Linked DNA regions of Mus musculus: all the other regions are linked to region 1. Evidence: chromatin contacts called from public Hi-C and promoter capture Hi-C data. All regions are on one chromosome and are shown on one strand. Each heading gives the region's core, a stretch centred on a gene start, on an enhancer-like site or on the middle of the called end of the contact. The rest is flanking DNA. Distances are from core to core; before and after follow the strand shown.

What was found. Promoter capture Hi-C pulls out the DNA fragments that hold promoters and counts their contacts. Hi-C and Micro-C count contacts between places; a contact is called where the count stands out from the background.
Region 2: a contact with region 1 is called in a promoter capture Hi-C map of second pharyngeal arch cranial neural crest, with 2.3 times the contacts expected there. The contact joins the enhancer-like site here to the promoter of Adam23 in region 1. A contact is called at or near these places in 1 of 39 promoter capture datasets (second pharyngeal arch cranial neural crest), 2 of 484 Hi-C or Micro-C datasets (the C3H10T1/2 cell line and brown adipocytes), 2 of 115 datasets of contacts at active chromatin or transcription factors (both in embryonic stem cells) and 3 of 9 other capture datasets (adipose tissue, liver and pancreatic islet).
Region 3: a contact with region 1 is called in a Hi-C map of bone marrow-derived dendritic cells, with 2.2 times the contacts expected there. The contact joins the enhancer-like site here to the promoter of Adam23 in region 1. A contact is called at or near these places in 6 of 39 promoter capture datasets (the 3T3-L1 cell line, 3T3-L1-derived adipocytes, the HPC-7 cell line and 2 more), 9 of 484 Hi-C or Micro-C datasets (CD4 T cells, bone marrow-derived dendritic cells, conventional dendritic cells and 5 more), 5 of 115 datasets of contacts at active chromatin or transcription factors (bone marrow-derived dendritic cells and embryonic stem cells) and 3 of 9 other capture datasets (adipose tissue, liver and pancreatic islet).

Annotation. Positions count from the first base shown.
Region 1 is chr1:63,444,412-63,447,376 of GRCm38.p6, forward strand. Adam23 (a disintegrin and metallopeptidase domain 23) reads left to right here and starts at 1,480. Exons shown (of 26, transcript NM_011780.3): 1 at 1,480-2,001. The coding sequence starts at 1,800.
Region 2 is chr1:63,492,566-63,495,530 of GRCm38.p6, forward strand. All of the region lies in intron 3 of Adam23 (a disintegrin and metallopeptidase domain 23), which reads left to right. Among named protein-coding and RNA genes, the nearest start is that of Adam23, 48 kb to the left of the region's middle. Within about 2 kb of position 1,541, at least 4 of the 459 cell types and tissues checked have an H3K27ac peak or open chromatin away from gene starts, as enhancers often do. A contact at or near this core is called in second pharyngeal arch cranial neural crest, where this site is marked.
Region 3 is chr1:63,406,942-63,409,906 of GRCm38.p6, forward strand. No RefSeq gene overlaps it. Among named protein-coding and RNA genes, the nearest start is that of Gm35393, 28 kb to the right of the region's middle. Within about 2 kb of position 1,585, at least 6 of the 459 cell types and tissues checked have an H3K27ac peak or open chromatin away from gene starts, as enhancers often do. A contact at or near this core is called in bone marrow-derived dendritic cells and conventional dendritic cells, where this site is marked.

The DNA.
Region 1 (2,965 bases), core at 230-2,729:
TGCACTACGAGGTCTCCGTACCCCCTTTTCAGGATGTATATTATAGACAATCTCCTGGCTTACTCATTGGCCATGTATTATCCAAGAGATTTCCCTGGTCCTTAGATAGCATGTTAGGACCTAGCGTTACAATGTGAATGAAAACTGTTGCTGCTCGCATAGAGAGTGTGTGTGTGTGTGTGTGCATGCGAACGAACATTGGTTAATTAATTAAATCCATGTGTCCAATAAATACTCATGCTCAAATGTGGAAAGAAGAGATTAAAATTAATATCTGACACCTCAACCGCTCTGCAGTGTGAGATCTGCATGCAGGCCTGTCATCTTTGTCTGTCTCCAGAAGTTCGTTCCGTGAAGCTCGGGTACAGAAGGTGGCTAACAGCCTTGACTGTTATTTTAATCACACACTTCTAGAACCTTCCCAGCCCTTTCCAAGTAGATATCCTTAGCTCTATTTTAAATATCAATAATGGAGTTAGACACCATTGTTATTACTCAGACCAGTCTTGGGAGAGTGGATAAGTTACTGTTGGTGTTACCAGAGTCCAGTGATAGAAATGGGCCTCAAATTTTAATTAGGAACCACCAGAATTAGTAGCGGCTGCTAACCCACCCAAACCAGGGAACTGACAGCACTGAGCGAAAATACCCCCTTTCTCTGCACAAGATACGACTGGATCTCAAAAATAGAAGTGTGTTCTCAGAAATGCCTGCGCACCCCCAAGGCTGGTTGACAAACGATAGATTTCCTAAGATAGCTGCACGGTTGCTTTCTAATCTCTGTATTTCTTCTATTCCAGAATATGGCCCGTCACACTTTCTGAATTTAGCTCTCTTCAAAGCCCTATGGGCACGAGGAGGGAGGACCCACGACCCTGCAAGGGGATCCCAGTGGCTCAGTGCCCACAGACGCCAGCCTGCGGATGCACCACAGTGCTTCCCACTGTCATCCCACTCGCTGCTATGAGGAGCACAGCTATTTTTACCTCCCTGGCTGCAGCCCTTTATTTGAAGGAAGGAAATAAATAAAGGTTTGAGAAGGAAAATGCATAGTCTCAGTTTTCCTTGCGCTGGAGAGTTGGTATAGGAGTGGGTGTTGAGGATGGGTCGCTTTTCTTGGCAAGTTGTTGCCAGATCAGGCTTGCCCCAGGCCTGGAAACCCTTGCACTTTCCTCTTGGGGTCATCCCTGACTGCAAACTTCTTTCTCCCCTACCTCTGGTCTTTGGAGGTGCCACCAACTATTTTGATGCTGCCTGGGATGCTGCATCACTCTGCCCCCCCCCCCCCCCAGGGCTCCCACAGTCGAGCATGCGCAGCGCGGCCCATGCAGGCTACAGCATCAGCATCTGCAAGAGCATCAGCATCCGCACCCGAAACCCCGTTCGGGCGCGCTCCCGGAGGGTGGGGTGCAGTACCGCGCTGCGCGTCCCCGAGTCTCGCGCCCGCGCCGCGCGTGCCCGTGCCGCTCGCTCCTGCGCGCGCCTCCTCAGCATCCTTAGGCCCGGCAGCAACCCCCGCAGTCACTGGTGCGGCCGCGCCCGCCACTGGGAGGGTGCAGCCACTGGAGGAGGCTCCAAGTTGGTGGAGCGGCGGGGACCCCTCTCTGCGGGCCGCTCCCGGAAAGGCGGAAAGAGCAGAGGACGGCGCGCCGCCGTCCCCGAGACCCCAGCCCCTGACCCCTGCCCGCGGCCGCAGCATGCGCGCCCAGCCGGCGTGACCGGCTCCGCCCGCAGCCGCCCCGCAGCCCAGCCCGGCTCTCTCGCGGGTCACTCGGACCGGCGCCCGGGAGCGATGAGCCATGAAGCCGCCCGGCAGCATCTCCCGGCGGCCGACCCTGACGGGTTGCAGCCTTCCCGGCGCCTCCTGCGGCCCCGGCCGCTGCCCCGCCGGCCCGGTGCCGGCCCGCGCGCCGCCCTGCCGCCTGCTCCTCGTCCTTCTCCTGCTACCTGCGCTCGCCACCTCATCCCGGCCCCGTGCCCGGGGGGCCGCTGCGCCCAGCGGTGGGTATGGCCGGTGCCCTTTGCGTTGCCTTCCCCGCGGGGCCCTGGGGAGGAGAGAGAAGGGCACGCAGGTGCGTGTAACCCGGACGAGTGGGTCCCCAGCCTGGCCTTCGAGCGCCTCCCTGTCCACCTCTCCACCCTTGTCCGTCCCAAGCCCAGGTTCATGCTGGTTCACTTTTGGAAGTCCGTTTCTGTTGCATTCACTAAAGACCCATTCCAGTGACTGTGGGTTCCACCCAGAGGTATTTGGTGGCTCCTGAGTCCTTTAGCGCTCTCTATGTAACTTCCAGTGACAGGAAGATGCAGTGAGCTAGCAAGTTGCTTTTTGCCTTGGGGAACCTTCATATGAATGCGGAGGGGTGGGGGGCATGCAATAATAGTGACAAATGCTTGATCCCTCAAATTCCCCACCAGGTTTAGTCCCTACTGTTGGAATTAAGGTGAGAGAGGCATAATTTGGGGACCAGAGAATGAAAGTCTCCAAGACACTCTTTGCGCATGACCTTTGGCTGTGTTTTCCCAAAATGCTTGTCATAATGAGCAATCAGAATAATACAATGTTGAGCACACTGGTGATTGGAAGTCACTGAAAGCAGAAAGCTGGCCTTGGCAGTAAAAAAGAAAGAATTTGGAAAGTTGCCAGCAACTATAGCCCTTTATGGCAAAACAGTTTTTTTTCTCATCTCAAAGTTAGAAAGAAATAGAAATCATTCATATATGTATGTATATATGTGTGTGTGTATATACATATATATATACACACACACACATATATATATTTCTACATTCACACACACATAATACACATAAACACACACACACACACACACACACACACACACACACACAAATATATTTGAAAGTATCACTTTACATTCAGTGTCCATGAATTCAGGACCCAAGTTTTGTCTGGAGTGTTCTTGGCTCTCAGATGAGGTGATGTTAAGATGGGTACAGTTGAGCT
Region 2 (2,965 bases), core at 291-2,790, 48 kb after region 1:
CACACTTCAAGCATGTGAGTCCCTATTTATAGGCCTTCCCTGCTGTGTTCAGTACTGTTGAACAGCAGGGCATTTTTGTAGTATACAAAAGGCCATTTTAAAGTCTTTAAGAACTTTCTGCAAGGTGAAAGCCATCTCAAGTCTGATGCTGCCAGTGTTGCTGTCTCAGTGTTTCCCAGACGAGATAAACTTAATGCACTGCCTTGTGAGAGGACCATTCAGAGATAAGCACTGACAGACGGCTAAATACACTGACTGGCACTAGCGTGAGTGAGGCTATATCAACACTCTGTTCAGGATTATGCCATGGTGACTGACATACTTGGTTTCTTCCTCACACGCACACGCACACATACTAAATAGGTGACTGTTTATTGAATCTTTACTATATTAGTGGTAGAATCAGTGGTTTTGGGTTTGTCTGTTTTTAATTGACTTTGAAGAACAAGAGAATCTAATACTTATATGAAGCATCTTTTGCAGATGTAACGTATTGCCCTCTGGCTTTCAAACAAACCTTGGTTTGGAAGGCTGTATTCACTGTCCCCATTCACAGCATGCAAAATGACTGCTTTGTGTAAGGCCCCAGTATATTTTTTTAAGTGTCTTTCTTATCTATTTCCTTCTTCCTTCCTCTTTATCCTAACTTATTTCTGAATGTGTTTTGCATAATCTTTTCTTTGTGTATGTTCTTCTAAAACATATGTTATAATTTCATAGGCCTTTCCCATAAGTGATGTTATCTGTAGATTTCTACTCAACCTGGTATTTAAAGATCTGTAACTGTGTTTATCCTTCCATGATCTCTAAGCATGGCCGTGGATCTTTGGAGTGCATCCAGTACCCATTCATTCTCCGAGGGAGAGAAATCTCCATTCCCTTTGGCTCTGTGCAGCCATAAACCATAATCTAATGCGTTTGCATGAGTCAGTGTAAATATAGCCCATAGGCCTGCGTGAGAACCTCTCCAGTGGGTACTCAGACTTGCTGTAGCATGGAAGGCTTATCCTCCAGACAGCCTACACTCGTCTCCCCTTGAGCAGAGCACAGAGCTCCACAGTGCATTCAGATCCCTACTCATCCATGCCAGGCAAGCTGGGCTGAGAATTCTGTTGATTATATTTAGTGGACAATACTTTCAGGGCTAGAAGATTAAGCCTATGTGAAGCACCATCTTTAGTACGAATTAGTTCCCATAAAGACTGCGTTAATTTGTTTAGGCCACTGTGATCCATAGGGGAGTGGAGTTTTATTCTTTCAGAGTACTGTGCTGTCCAATGTTATTGTAGTGTTACCTTGAATATTTAGTGTAAAGGGCTGGATTCATATGTATTCAATGACGTGCGTCATACCACCGGCCAAGAACAAGAATCTCTGTTCTTAATGTAGAGCAGAGATTACAAAGTTGGCCAACCTTTGCAGATGATATCTGGGAAGGAGCCTGTTTGAAACTTAGATGACAGGAGGAACGGCTTGGGGAAAGGAGCAAAGAATAATGAGCCACAGCATAGGTCTGCACCCTGTGCCAGGCGGAGCCTCAGCTCCAGCCTAGAATGACTGAGTTGATAGTGAGCTGTTGTGAAAGGAGGGGCTACTCAGACTCAGTCCTTTGAACTGCTCACCTCGACTGAGGAGAGTGCTCCCTGAGGAGTATGGTGTGAGAGGGACCTGTGTGTATACATGGCACTCAGCAGTGTTTGCGGCCTTTGACAGACTGCACTTGGTATGCCCTGGCTGGTAATTAGACTCGTTCTGCAGTTATTCTGCACAAATTGGTTCCAGTCTTGGCTTTTTTGGGGGTATAAAGGTATTTAGGTAACTTTTCTCTCTCTCTTTCTTTCTTTCTTTCTTTCTTTCTTTCTTTCTTTCTTTCTTTCTTCCTTCCTTCCTTCCTTCCTTTCTTTCTTTCTTTCTTGTTTTGTTATTCATAGAATTAAAGATATTGTCATATTCTATTTAAAAGTCTTCTTAAAACGACCATAGTTGTACTTATACAGCTGTATAGGCTGTGACTATGTAAATTTTGACCTATTTTTTCCCTTCACCTAAAACATATAAGGATCTATTTTTAAGCACCTGTATTGTGAAGCCTCATTTGCACATTATTGCAGTGGAGTGTGTTGTTCTACATTGAGTAGGTTTTCTAAATAACAGTACTTATGCCTCAATTTGTTAAACTTTAAATTTTTTAGAGATATAATTATTTTATTATTTTTTTGTGTGTGTTTTGTCTGTGTGTCTGTCCACCTGTACTACATGAGTGCCCATGGAGGTCAGAAGAGGATATCAGATCCTCTTGATCTGGGTCGGGATTGGAGTTAGAGATGATTTTGAGCTGCCAAGTGGGGCTGGGGAATCGAACCTGGGCTCTCTGCAAGAGCATTAAGTGCTTTTTACCACCGAGCCACCTTTCCAGGCCTGAAATGTTTAAAAAAAAAGAAAGTCATTAAATCTGGGTCATGGGTTGCCTGAGTGACTGTAACCTTATTTTTTCTGATTTTTACAGTTACTTCTTTGCCTGTGTGACTAGCAGTGTAGTAGGTTTATGACTTTTTTCTATTGTTAGCTATGTCTTTAGTACATCTGCCATTTCATCCTGGTTCTCAATAATTTGTCCCTCTTTGATGTATTAGTTCTAGAGTAAGAGATAACCAAAATTATTAGCATCTTATGTAAAGTCCAGGCAATAACGTCAGATAAAACCTTGATGTCTCTTCTGTTCAAATGTTAATAGATGTTTTACCTTTGGAGCCTGGAGAGATGCTTAGTTGTTAAACGCTTTTCTACTGTACTTTGGCTCTAGGACTGGGGTTCAGTTCCCAGGACCTAACATGGTGGCTCACAATTGGTCATGACTTTAGTTCCAAGGGATATGACACACTTTGGGTACACATTTATACATACATGGGGGCAAAGCACCAACACACATAAGTTAAGAATAAATAAATTTTTATAAAAAAGGAGA
Region 3 (2,965 bases), core at 335-2,834, 37 kb before region 1:
TGGGAGAGTTTGAAAGATTAGTAAGCTACTTGATACAGATCTCTGCATCATGCAAGAAGAAGCTTCTAGACTGTCTATAGCAGTGGTGGGGTTTTAGTGAAAAATTGATTTTAGCATCATAGTTAATCTCTTGATTACTGTCTTAGGTTGCACTGCTGTGAAGAGACACCATGAGCATGACAACTCTTATGAAGGATGACATTTAACTGGGGCTGGCTTATAGCTTCAGAGGTTTAGTCCATTATCATCATGGTAGAAACCTTGGCAGCATCCAGGCTAACATGGATCTGGAGACAGAACTGAGAGTTCTACATCTTAATCTGCAAGCTGCAGAAGGAGACTGCATTACACTGGGCACAGCTTGAACAATATATTACCTCAAAGTCCACCCCGACGGTGATACACCTCTTTCAACAAGGCTAATGTCCTAATAGGGCCACTCCCTATGGGCCAAGCATTTAAACACATAAGTCTTGGACCATTCCTATCCAACCACCACAGTTACATTTCTCCTGATTTCCAGACACAAGGGTGGCTAGGACAAAGCCTGGACAACTACAGGATTGGCAGGCACCCCAGTGAAGCTTCCTTCTTTCCTTCCCCATGTCTGCATTAGAGACATACATACTCATCTCTCAGCAGACAGGCCTGCACCTTCTGACAGCTCATTTCTATCTTATGAAACAGGGCTGTCCTGAAAAATCTGCAATGCTTTTTAACTTTTGGATCCCTGACTTACGTGTAGCAACAGGCTTCTTTCTCTTCTTCCCAGGCATCTCCATTAAGGATGACTATCATGAATGTATCCTCAGAATTTTCTTCCCTACTCCAAACTTAAAGGACGGAGCTGTTAGGAGATGGTGTCTGGGGATGGTGGGTTAAGCTAAATGCATGGACCAGAAATGGAAACACTCAGCAGTAGGTGAGGATTGCAGTCTATGCCTGCTGGGCTGAAGGTCCAGAAATAGGCAGTGTTAGGGGTGTCTACAGGGCATTGAGAAACCAAAGTGGCCACCAGAGCCAGCATCTGTGTGCAAAGCCAAAGCTCGGTGGGCTTGTTCTGACCATGAAAAGAGACCGGAACAGTTCTGATCACTATTTGGAACTGTGGCTTTCTAAAGATCAATCCCTGTAAGAAGGAGGGGGATGCACAGAGCAGCTACCCAGCAGGACAGGCTTGGCTTAGGTACTAGGTTTATAGCAGCCCCCTTGCTATGGGCTAGGAGCACCAACCTTACACAGTAAGACCTGGTTCTGGATCTTGATGATGGTTTTCTTTGGAGGTTGAGTAGAAGCAACTGTAGAAGTTAGAGAAAGGAAAGGCTCAGCAGTTTGAAATTAAGGCAAACAGCAGCCCACATCATCTGCATTCAAGATCAGCCTATCACCCTTTAACGTAAAGTCAAGGTCACAGTTACTTTTCCTATTGCTTGATATAATATCCGGCAAATGCAGCTTAAGGAAGGCAGGGTGTATTTTGGTTCATGGTTTGAGGGTGCAGTCCATCACGACCGGGAAGGGAGTGGCAGGAGAAGTGGTAGCTGTGGTTGCAGGTGGATGAGGTAGATGGATGGTTGCAGTCACAGTCAGGAGGCTGAGAGGAACAAATGCTGTTCTCCGTTTACTTCCTCCTTTTTATTCAGCCCAGTACCAGCCCACGGCAGGGTGCAAACCACATTGAAGGGGGCTCCATTCTCTTCATATAAGTTTTTCTGGAAATGCCCTCACAGGCACGCTAGGATGTGTGTCTCCTAGGTGATTGTAAATCATATCAAGGAGCCCTGAGGCTAGGGCTCACTTGGCAGTGTGATTTCCTGGCATGCACAAAGCCCTGGGTTTGATCTCCAGCATCAATCACATAAACTGTGGTAAGGGTGTGCTATGCAAGCCTGAGGTGGATTCCCAGCCAGTTCCATTTGCAATCCCAGCACTTGGGAACAGAAGCAGGAGGACCCTTGTAATTTCTGGCTGGACAACCTAGCTGTCTAGCTGAGTAGTTGTTGAGTTTCAGGTGGAGAGAGAGAGAGAGAGAGAGAGAGAGAGAGAGAGAGAGAGAGAGAGAGAGAGAAGAGAGGGAGGGAGAGAGAGAGAGAAAGAGAGAGAGAGAGAGAGAGAGAGAAGAGGAGAGGAGAGACCCTGTTTCAAAATACTGAAGTGAACAGCTCTTGAGTAATAACAGCCAAGGTTGACTGTTGGCCTCTACATACACATACAGGAAATGAAAAAACAAATCAGAGCTTTTGGTTGTTGTATATGTTTCATTTACTCATTCAATAAATCCTAGTTCTGATCTTTAGTGTTCAAAACTAAACAAACACTGTTCTTGGTGTGTGGGATGGACCAGTGAACAACACAGATTTTCATGCCTGGTGAAGTTGTAGGTAGGGATCACAATTGCTCAAAATCTCAAAGTGGTAGGGGTGGAAGGAGGAAAACAAGTGGGGTAAACGCAGCTCGGGAGTGAGGAGCAGCAGAAGTCTTACTCATCAAAGCTTCCTAAAGAACTGTAGCTCACAACCCTCAGGCTCAATTTAAGTTACTATATGTATATTGAAAGGAAAACATTTCATTTAAGAACAAATTTCATATTTTCACTTCCATGCAGGCTGGGCTTAATTTGCCTGACTAATGTGGTTTTAATGTTTTCTTGCTTTTCAGCTGAGAAGGGAAGTTCATTGGAATAATTTTTGACTTCAGAAAAGCATGTATGTTGCTTACTAATGTACACTTGCGTTTCTTAGCTCTTTAGAGTTGTTAGAGCTGCTTAGACAAGATCAACTCACAAGGGAAACTACAAGGCAGTGCTCTAAAAAATGGCTAACAAAGCTGAAGTTCTTCCTAGCTGGCAACTCATGGAGATATGATGGAGGGTGAGCACCCATGTGGGAGCACCCATGAGCTAGATGTAGAACACCGGATTTAGATGCAAGGGCTGGGGATGTGAGGCAGAGAAAGAGTAAGAGAA